3 separate regions of the Gossypium hirsutum genome follow, and all the other regions are linked to region 3. The links are chromatin contacts, called in public Hi-C maps. All regions are on one chromosome and are shown on one strand. The core of a region is the stretch at or near the end of the contact, and the rest is flanking DNA. Distances in the headings are between cores, read along the strand shown. Region 1 holds the start of LOC107898471 (calcium-binding protein CML38). Region 2 holds the start of LOC107899713 (chloride channel protein CLC-b). Region 3 holds the start of LOC107899720 (transcription and mRNA export factor ENY2).

Region 1 (3,256 bases), core at 242-2,741, 150 kb after region 3:
AAAAATAAGTTGTAAAAAATAAAAATACACTCACAGTAATAATTATTACTTTATAAGAAAATTAAAATTTTAATTATTTTTGTGTTTATGACCCAACTTATTTAGAGGTTTAAAATAGATGAACACTTGAGCTGAAGTTTTTAATGCACTTATTGCATTATTTTATTTTTTAGGGGATTTTAATCTAATTTTAAGGAGAAATTTTTGAAGTGTCATTCTTAAGAGTTTATACACCCTCTCAATAGGCTTGGTATTAGATTCGAAGTGTCCGTGCTTGATTTTATTTCCTCATAAGTCGAAATTGCCTCAACAAAAAGGCTAGATAAAGTGGTATTCAAGTTACCTATTCAACTCCCATATGTATTAAGAAAAGGGATCAAACACTCCTCTCCGTGAACTTACTCGTAACCTCTCAAAATTTTTATGTGCTAAAAAATACCTAATGGATGTTCCTTACTCGTAACCTCTCAAAATTTTTATGTGCTAAAAAATACCTAATGGATGTTCCGATTACTTTGTTGAACATATCATATTATTGACATTTAATATAAAAAATCTTAATATCGTTATGAGAAATAAAAATATTTTTAAGAAATCTCAACAAGGAACAAGGAAAGAGAAGAAGAAAGATATGTATATATATACATCCAAGCATCTTGACTTCAAATTCATCGTTAAGATTATATATGTAAATATGACAAGATCATAACATCATGACTCTAAATTCATCAAAATTGAGGACTCCATCGCCATTAAGATCAAACTGAGCAATCATGGATTTACATTCCTCTAAAGTTCTAGACTCACCCAATCTACTAAGCATCCTCTTCAAACTCTTTGGCGTAATACACCCACAACCTTCCGTCTCATACATCTTGAAAGCCTCTTTCAAATCATTCACTTTCTCTTCCTCTCCTACTTCTTCCACTAACCTAATGAAGTCCTCCAACCCCAACAATCCATCCCCGTCCGTATCCAACACCTCCACCGCCACCTCCGCCTCTTCCCGCGACAGCTCCCCTCCTATAGCCTTCACGCACTGTTGAAGCTCCGCTGGGGATATCTTCCCATCTTTATTCTCATCGAAGTGATTAAATACCCTCTCGTATTCTTGGTGTTTGTCCATTCCAATAATGGGAATCAAGCTCTAAACAAAATGGAGCATCAAGATGAAGGTTCACATGACATATAAAGCTAGCTTAAACCCCAAAATGTTATATAGTTGGGTTGCAACACAAGCCTAAAATGGGGAATAGGAAAGTGAGGGCAACGTGTGTGTATGTAAATTATACGAAAGGGATGAGCGAAGTGGGCGCCTGGCGTGAGCTGACCACCTTGTAACTTGTCTTTAGGGGCTAAAGAAGACTTTGACCTTTCAACTTCATGCATGGGGATGTTTGAAGGAAAAAGGAAGTGTTAAAGCTGGAATCAAAGAAAGAAAAAAAGGAGCGCATTCAGACTAATGGATTGGTAGAGGGAGGGGTTTTTACGGCCAACCATCAAATCAGAACTCCCACAACCCTAATAAATTATTGAAGACTAGTGGTAAATAACCCAGAAAAGGGGCAGAAAGGTTTGACTTTATCAAATTTCCCACCAAGATAGGAAATTAATGGGAGCCTTCATCCATTTCGTCATTATAAATCTGGTAATAAAATTACTTGACCTTCTTTCTTCTTCATGTTTTACACTATAGACCTCAGAATTAACATTAAAAATCATATTCACTCTCTTTATTTGGTAAGAGTATTAATATTATAAGAGTTAAGTTTTTTGTTTTAATAACTAATATTATTACTTTTGATTATTCTCTCCTTAAATCATTAAAGGAATGTTCACCTAAATAATATTATATAATTTAGTCTTTATTCAAACAAATTCAGGAAATTCATTGTGTGGTTGGGCAAAATCGTATCAGTTGGAAAATCCAAACTATGTCAAATATTCCCATAAACCAGACATCCCCCTTCTTCCAATACCAGCCCCGTTGAATTTCGGTTACCAGTCGCTGCTGGCATCCCCGGTAACAAGTTTTGGCCCGAAGAGAGTCATCGGAGGATCAAACAACAATGTTATTTCTAGACATGTTGCAATACCAAACAGAGAAATAGAAGAGTTTTCCAGAAGAACCCAGCGGCTTAGACCCGGTAGCGAAGCCATTGTTTCTAGAGATAAAAATCTAGTTTAGAGATGGACTCCATGGGAAATCCGAGAAATTGGATTGGTTTTGCTGGACCAACAATGGCGGAAGGTTTGAGATGAAGAGAGCCAAATAGAAGGAGAAGAAGAGGTGTTCCAAAAAAATAAAAACTTAAAAAGTCACTCATTCTAATATTTTTTTTATAATTTTTAAAATTCTAAGGATTTTTAAAAAAAAATTGAATTATGCTGAAATGGTTAAATGTGGTCACATTTTTTTATTATTGCAATCACAGTTTTTGAGGGTTTTTTTTTTAATGAAAGGATTTAAATTCTAAATTAGACTAATTATGCATTACTCTTCTTGTTCCTACACTGCTGGAATCATATTGAAGATGTTGTCCTAATGTTTAAAGAGGCTCTCGAATTATTCATAGCCCAAGCTATTGCCGCTATCTCGTCCGTTGCCTAATTTCTTTCGCGAAAGACATGTGTCACCCTAACATCCCATTCCTTCCCAAGTAAGTGCCAAATCGATCGTAACACCGCCTTATTAGCTGCCAGATTTCCTTTATGCCTCAACAGTCAAACAACCTCCATGTTATTCGTCTCTAAAATCTCCTTCCTCATACCCATGTCCATTTCTCATTTTAACCCATCATAAGCTCCCCACAGCTCGGCATCTAGGATCGGCCATGGCCCAAAGCTTCTTGAGAAACTGATCAGCCAACGTCCATCAACATCTTGAATAATTCCCTGGGCGATGCCACCCCTTCCTCATTCCGCAACGCCCCGACTGTATTTACCTTACACCATACTTCCATCGGTTTCTCCCAGCTTACCAACCAACTATACTTTTGGTCACTGGCACTTTGCTGTCGCCCCACGAGACCAACTGCTCTTCGCATGTCAATACATATCATGTTGCTTTTCTCTAAAATTCCTTTTGTTTCAATAAAGCTAGGGTCAAGGACAAGCTTATTTCAACAAATTCAATAAGTTTCGACATATAAATCCAAACAGCAGGTCCCAGTCGACAGCATCCACTTTCGCAAAGTAAGCTGGATCTCGTATATTCAATAGCGCCCATTCTTTACTATTCATTGACAAAAACTCT
Region 2 (3,571 bases), core at 552-3,051, 130 kb after region 3:
GTTAACACCCGTCCCACCAAGCAAAGCCTATAATCCTCTTCAATCACATCTACATTCTCTTGCCCCCATAATGGTGCTTCTTCTTCCTCAGAAATATTCAAGTTGACCAGATCCTCCTCCATTTTACCCTTTAGCAAAAGAATCACTAGATCCAAATATCCCCACAAAATCGTTAAACCCTAGACAAACATCAAGTAACGTGCTAACCAGTAGATGGAATCGTGCTAACCTAGCAGATTTTTTTTGTATTCCGTACTTTTTTTATAACAAATGTTTAATAAGTGAAAAGAAAGAAATATTAATTTATATAATCATTTAAAATCGATTATGAGTAGTAGTCATGGTACAAATAAGTAAAAAATTAAAGTGGAGAAACAACTGCATATCATATAGAAATTTAAATAGGTGTTTAATAATTCCTTTGCTTCTCTATAATAATGGTCGATAGCAGATAGCAGTAAGTAAAGGAAAAAATTGTTTTGATTAATTACATATTGTTCTCACATGTTTAATTTCATTATAGATTTTAATTATATTTATTATTTTTGATACAATATTTAAAATTACCAAGAGTTTTTTTCCAACTCATAAATAGGAGGATAATGTGTTTCAATACACTTAAACTTACATTCCTCTTTTATTGATATCGATATTCATATTAATCAAACTAAAACTTAATTGATCCGATTTGTTTTTCTTGAATTTGTTTTTATATTGATAAAGATTAATGTTTATAAAATTTAATATATACTTTCTTTTTTTTTAGAATCGTGGCGTAAGTGGTTAGTATGAATGATTTCGGTGGGCGGATGAACTCACAAATTTCAACCTCAACTTTTAAAAACCGTCATCTTTTTATGTATTCGTCTTTCCTGACCTTTTTTTTCACCTAAAGCTATTTTCCTTTTTTAAATTGATATATTTTGTTGGAAGTGAAAAATAATGATGAATTTGTTTAAAAAGGCAAAAGGAAAAATATGGGGGCATTCCATCCACATTTCTTACATCACATATATCATGCCATCCCATGCTCTTTGCTTGGTCTGCTGATTTTGCTGGAAAGTGGCGTCTCGAGATTGTATTTTGGATTTCTTTTGTCCAAATAACATCGGATGGTTGAGGGTTTCCCACGTCCATGGGTTACATCCCCAGTAATGTGGATCATCCATCGTCAACCCACCTGAATATCTGACACCTGGCGCCTAATAAATAAAAACACCAAAATCCCATCACTTTTCATTTTCAATTATTGAGTCCCACAAATATATTATTAAATTAATGGATAAGGCCACCCTTTCCAATATCCAAGGGTCGGATTTTTGTCCACCGTTAGATCTTTAAACGTTATATCCAAGTGGGCTTTGATTGAGATGAGATTGGTTCCCATCTGTCATGAAGAACACCCCCCCATAATTATCAATTTGTGAACAATAAAGAGACAAACGCCAAAGCAATAAACAACCAATGTGAACATGAATTTATCCAATTTCATCTTATTCTATATGTTGCAGTAAATTTCTGAGTGAGGACTTCATTATTGGTGGGGCCAATTTTGGAGTAAAAATGTGGCCTAGTTTGATTGTAGGTGGGCCAATTTTCATCCATTTGAACACACTAAAGATCTGAGGAGTGATTTGCGTGATCTGCATGCATGGATTATATGGTCAAAAAAAGAAAAACCGAACAAGGGATTATTTAAAAGGATATTTATAAAAAATAAAAATAAAAATTATTTTTAAAAATAGAAAAAATTCAAAAATGTTATATTAAAGACCAAAAATGGTTAAACTTTCTTTAACTAGTGTGTATATCGTGCAACTTCATGTGAAGAAAGATGGGTTTAAAGTAGGACAAAGAAGCTTAAGTGCTTACTATAAAGTTTCAAGAGATATAAAAAGCTTTTGCTTCCTCCTTAATGCTAATCCATTGCCATTCAAAAGCCAACACTTTTGTCTTTGCCTTCTTTGATTGATGGAGGAGGATTCAAACCATTTGGCAAATCCAGAAACACCCCATAGCTTGGAGGCTGAAACTTATGAAGAAGAAGAAGGAAGAGATCCTGAGAGCAATTCTTTGCGTCAGCCACTTCTCAAAAGAAACAGAACCCTTTCTTCCACTCCACTAGCCTTGGTTGGAGCCAAGGTCTCCCATATTGAGAGTTTGGATTATGAGTAATAATCTATATATACACATATATTTCTAAATTCTGAATTTTCTTCTTCTTTGATCATTGTTTCTGATAACATCTACTGAAAGAAAAAAACAAATTGATGCAGGATAAATGAAAATGATCTTTTCAAGCATGATTGGAGAAGAAGATCTAAAGTTCAAGTTTTGCAGTACATTTTCTTGAAATGGTCTTTGGCTTTCCTTGTTGGATTGTTGACAGGATTGATTGCCACCCTTATCAATCTTGCAATTGAGAATATTGCTGGCTATAAGCTTCTTGCTATTGTTGGTTTCATAGAGGAGGGCAGGTAAGGACTTTAATGATCAAAGACTAAACTTCAGTTTTACATCCAAGATGATCTGAATTTGATTTTGATAATGACTAGGTGACTTGATGCAGGTATATATCTGGGTTGATCTTTTTCACTGGGATAAACTTTTTTCTGACCTTGATTGCTGCAGTTCTCTGTGTGTGTTTTGCCCCAACTGCAGCTGGTCCTGGTATCCCTGAAATCAAGGCTTATCTCAATGGAGTTGATACTCCTAACATGTTTGGTGCTACAACATTGCTTGTCAAGGTTGGTTACCTTTTCAGTTAGAAATGCGTGTTTAAAACAATTATGGACGGTAGAGATCGATCAGATCCGGCATTTCAAGAGTTGTTTTCTGTCCTATAGATCAATTGTGGGGTTGCTATTGTGCTTTATGCTTTGCTGCTTTTGTCCGGGATTTAAGGATTGGAGCAGTTTCACTTTAATTTGTTTCTTAATCTGGATCCAGTGAGATACTTTCACTTTAATTTGTTTCTTAATTAGTGTGCTGGTAAATTTGGATCTAGTATGAGATACTTTTACTTTGTTTCTTTATAATTTGGATCTAGTATGAGATAGTTTCACTTTAATTTGTTTCTTAGTGGTGCTGATGAATTTTGTAAAATTGTAGATTGTTGGCAGCATTGGAGCAGTTTCTGCTGGTCTAGATCTGGGGAAAGAAGGGCCTTTAGTGCACATTGGGAGTTGCATCGCTTCATTACTAGCCCAGGGAGGGCCTGATAACTACCGCATCAAGTGGCGTTGGCTTCGCTACTTCAACAATGATCGCGATCGCAGAGATATTATCACCTGTGGTTCTTCCTCGGGTGTTTGTGCAGCTTTCCGTGCCCCTGTGGGAGGTGTCCTATTTGCTCTCGAAGAAGTTGCAACATGGTGGAGGAGTGCCCTTCTCTGGAGAACTTTCTTTAGTACAGCAGTGGTGGTGGTAGTGCTAAGGGCATTCATCGAAATCTGCAATTCTGGGAAATGTGGCCTTTTTGGAACAGGAGGGTTGATCATGTTCGATGTTAGCGATGTTAAAGTCAGCTACCAAGCCATGGATGTAATCCCGATTATCATAATTGGAATCA
Region 3 (3,400 bases), core at 406-2,905:
AGAGACAAAAATCATGAGCTTAAAAATGGGTAAATCGGACATAATCCAATTTATTATCAACCACCAGGTAGGACTGTGGAACATCATAGCATGAGGAAGCATATACCAAGAACAAAATCGAGGATCTTTCTTGGTATGAACTAATTCTCTCTACTCTAATTGATCCATTGCTTCAACCTATGGAATGCTGATAAGGACAAGCATAACAATAGAGGGAAAAAAAATTACAAATTCTTACCTCTGCCTTTTGGGGTGATCAAATGAACAAGGTCATCCACAGTGACATTATTTCTTCCTTTCTTCTTAACATATGATCTGTCATTCATCAAAATGGAAGAGATTTCTATAAAGTATCATAAAGATTTCACATAAAGATGATGCATAAAAGGAAATTGAATACGTTGCAATCAACTTAAATGCCAAGCAAAACAAATCGATTCTTGGATAAAGAACTAATTTCTCTATCTCACGGCACTTCATCCCTCTGGTTTTCTTTCCATGAAAATAAATAGCCCACAAAAGCTATACAGCTTTACATAACTATAAAGAAACTTATTGCGGCATTGTTTAGTCATTACCTAAAACACCACAACACATCGATTGACACAATTTGACGCATCACCATCCTAAACATCTTTTATTCATTGTCGTAACAGAAAACATAAAAGTAAGAAAAACTCAGCATATCACTTATATTTGGGACCAGGCACTGGCACCACAATCTGGCTCTAAGATTATCCACTTTCACATCAATACAAAGTAGGAAGCAACAAGTGAAGTCTTAAGAACCCCATGACAATTTTTTTCCCCATTGATCAATTACTTAATTTGATCCACTTTTTCTAAAAAAGAAACTGTTTATAAAGTATTAAACAAGCCATGACTTAATTCTAATTTCCTTATCTATGAAGAACTTGAAAATTCTCTTAATTTTCAGAAACTATGAATTGTAATCCTTAAGATTAATTATAACTAAGCCAACACAAAAAATGATAGGTTAAACAATTAGAAAGAAGATCAATTGCAGATAAATACACAAATTAATATATGAAGCAAGGCAGTTCAAAGTTTAAACAATAACTAGATACAAAGGAGACAGTAAAAATAGTGGGGAAAAGAAAAAAACCTGCAAAGAGCTTTCATCTCATCCTTCCATCCACATTCTATAAGTCTTTCTCTTAACAGTTCCATTAATCTCTCTTTTTCTCCGCTTTCAATTAACTACCAAATTCAATTAAATCACAGTAAATAAATAAGAACCAACCCCCCCCCCCCAAAAAAAAAGAAAAAAGAAAAAATGAAATAATAAAAAGAAGGGAAAAGAACCTTGATATTAATAATTTCTTGAAGGGTGGGTTCATTCCCTTGATCTTCTGCACCATCAGGGGTTGGAGGCCGATTTACTGAATGTTTCCTGTTGAGGGATGTTTTAAAAAAAAAAAAGATTAAAGATTCGATTCTGATTATGGATTTAGTTAAACTGAAAAAAAAAACAAGAAATTTACTTGCATGATGTTAAATTAAATCTCTCAAAATAGAAATGAAAATTTGTGAGGAAATTGGAGAAATTTTTATTGACTTCGAAACAGCTAGAACCCAAAGAAAAAAAGAAGGGATTTAAAAAAAAAAATTCCTTGGCCTCCACCGTCACCTAGAAACGACAACGTAGGGGAGATTTCAGACAGGAAGTATTTTACCAGATTTGCCCCTAGATTTAGTTGCATTTTACAAGGCCATCTCTTGAAGCCTTTTTCAAGGATGGACACAGGCCCTTGACATAAAGAATTCCATAGCTGTTAGCTTGTTAGGCCTTAGATTTAGATACTGCCCTTAGTATAAGAATTTTGTTGGAACTCTTTTGATATTAGAGAAAATAAATGTAGAACCCTAACCCTCAGATCTTACTAATATGGACCACCTATGACAACATAGTGTCCAATTGCCCATCCATGTATATTGGGTAGCTGTTTTTATGTCTCTCTTTGTTTTTTCATTGAATTGCAGGTGGATTCAGCTGCATATGTCCAACCTGAACAGGTGCTAGATATTTGTGGAACCTAAGAGCCATTTCCTAACACTCGATGGGACTGAGTTCATGTTCGCGTGGGGCACTAGGAACAGATAAATAACTGGCTAGCATCCTCAAGTATGTGGCTAACTTTCCTGATTGTGCAAAGAACAGTATCACGTAGCCCCGGTAATGCTGTTTTAGTGGTTTCTTACGTAATCTATGGAAGAAAATTGAGTGGTTGAAAACTTTGCATCTTGGTCGCTTTCATATTCTGTGTTAAGATCATGTGACCGTCACTGTTCCCCAGTATCGCTAATTTAATGCTGTTTTTGAGGCTCATTTTGTGCCATCCTACAATAATGGCATCTGCTGGAAAAAAAAGGGACTCTCTCAAGCAGCTCTAGGGTCATTGGTATGAAAATGGGATTTCCTTGTCTTAGCCAAGTAGTCAAGTAGCTAAGTTGCTGACTGTTGTATAGAAAGCTGCATCTGTGCCCAGGTCTCCCTCCCACTATTATTGTCCCCCACTCGGATGACATCTATGCTATCTACGTATGTTGCCTCAACCTGTTATTGTTCTCGAAGCATTAAAATTCGACTATGGTACCTAACTTATATCCAAACATGAGTATAAATGATGGGATCGACCCGATTAAGCAATGAATAAGTAAAAATAGTAGAAGAAATTGAGAAATTAAACACAAAAATTTAATGTGGAAAAACCCCTTCAAAGAGGATAAAAAATTACACGTAAAGATAATTTTATTATAATGGCAAAAGAACGAAGAGTGCAAAAGGTAGAGATAAAAATTAAACCCCGAAACCCGAAAAAAAGAACTCTCAAAACGTAAACACAAAATTCTTCAAAAGTGTTGAGTTCTAATATTTTAATGGGTGTGTTTTCTAAGGTTATAAGAGAGCTTATTTATAAGCTAAATTTATAGATCAAATAAATTATGCTAATAAATACTAAATATATTATAATAATAAATACTAAATCTTCTAGAATGAAAATATATTTTGTTTAACTTAACTTGCAAGCAATCTCTTATTTTATTTAATAAAAATTTAAGTCACACAACTCTAATAATATCTAACAATAGATAAATGATATTTCCAAATATACAAAAAGAATAAACTTATTGATGCTGCCAATTGCAATAGTTAGTAGCAATTCACTTTGCAACTAAACAAGTTATAATTTTCTTATTTTGTTAGCATAATTTACTTAATTAAAACGTTTCTTTTTGTGCATCTTTTTAAGGAATCTCATGTAGCAAATTTCATGATTAATACTGAGGAAGAAATTCAGTCAACCAGGTACAATTCAAAGTAATCTAGTGTGATTGACTAACTTTTTTATAGAGATATGCAATCAAAAAAGTTCAA

The links. A called contact is a pair of places that touch in the nucleus more often than the background predicts.
Region 1: a Hi-C map of leaf shows a contact between it and region 3, with 1.9 times the contacts expected there. The contact joins the promoter of LOC107898471 here to the promoter of LOC107899720 in region 3. A contact is called at or near these places in 2 of 34 Hi-C or Micro-C datasets (both in leaf).
Region 2: a Hi-C map of leaf shows a contact between it and region 3, with 2.4 times the contacts expected there. The contact joins the promoter of LOC107899713 here to the promoter of LOC107899720 in region 3. A contact is called at or near these places in 4 of 34 Hi-C or Micro-C datasets (hypocotyl and leaf).

The regions. Positions count from the first base shown.
Region 1 is chrD04:16,462,785-16,466,040 of Gossypium_hirsutum_v2.1, forward strand. It overlaps LOC107898471 (calcium-binding protein CML38), which reads right to left and starts at 1,492. Exons shown (of 1, transcript XM_016823934.2): 1 at 657-1,492. The coding sequence starts at 1,126. The coding sequence ends at 704.
Region 2 is chrD04:16,439,351-16,442,921 of Gossypium_hirsutum_v2.1, forward strand. LOC107899713 (chloride channel protein CLC-b) reads left to right here and starts at 1,802. Exons shown (of 6, transcript XM_016825492.2): 1 at 1,802-2,171; 2 at 2,277-2,477; 3 at 2,570-2,747; 4 at 3,112-3,571. The coding sequence starts at 1,972.
Region 3 is chrD04:16,308,009-16,311,408 of Gossypium_hirsutum_v2.1, forward strand. It overlaps LOC107899720 (transcription and mRNA export factor ENY2), which reads right to left and starts at 1,656. Exons shown (of 5, transcript XM_016825501.2): 1 at 1,510-1,656; 2 at 1,327-1,414; 3 at 1,127-1,221; 4 at 239-315. The coding sequence starts at 1,511.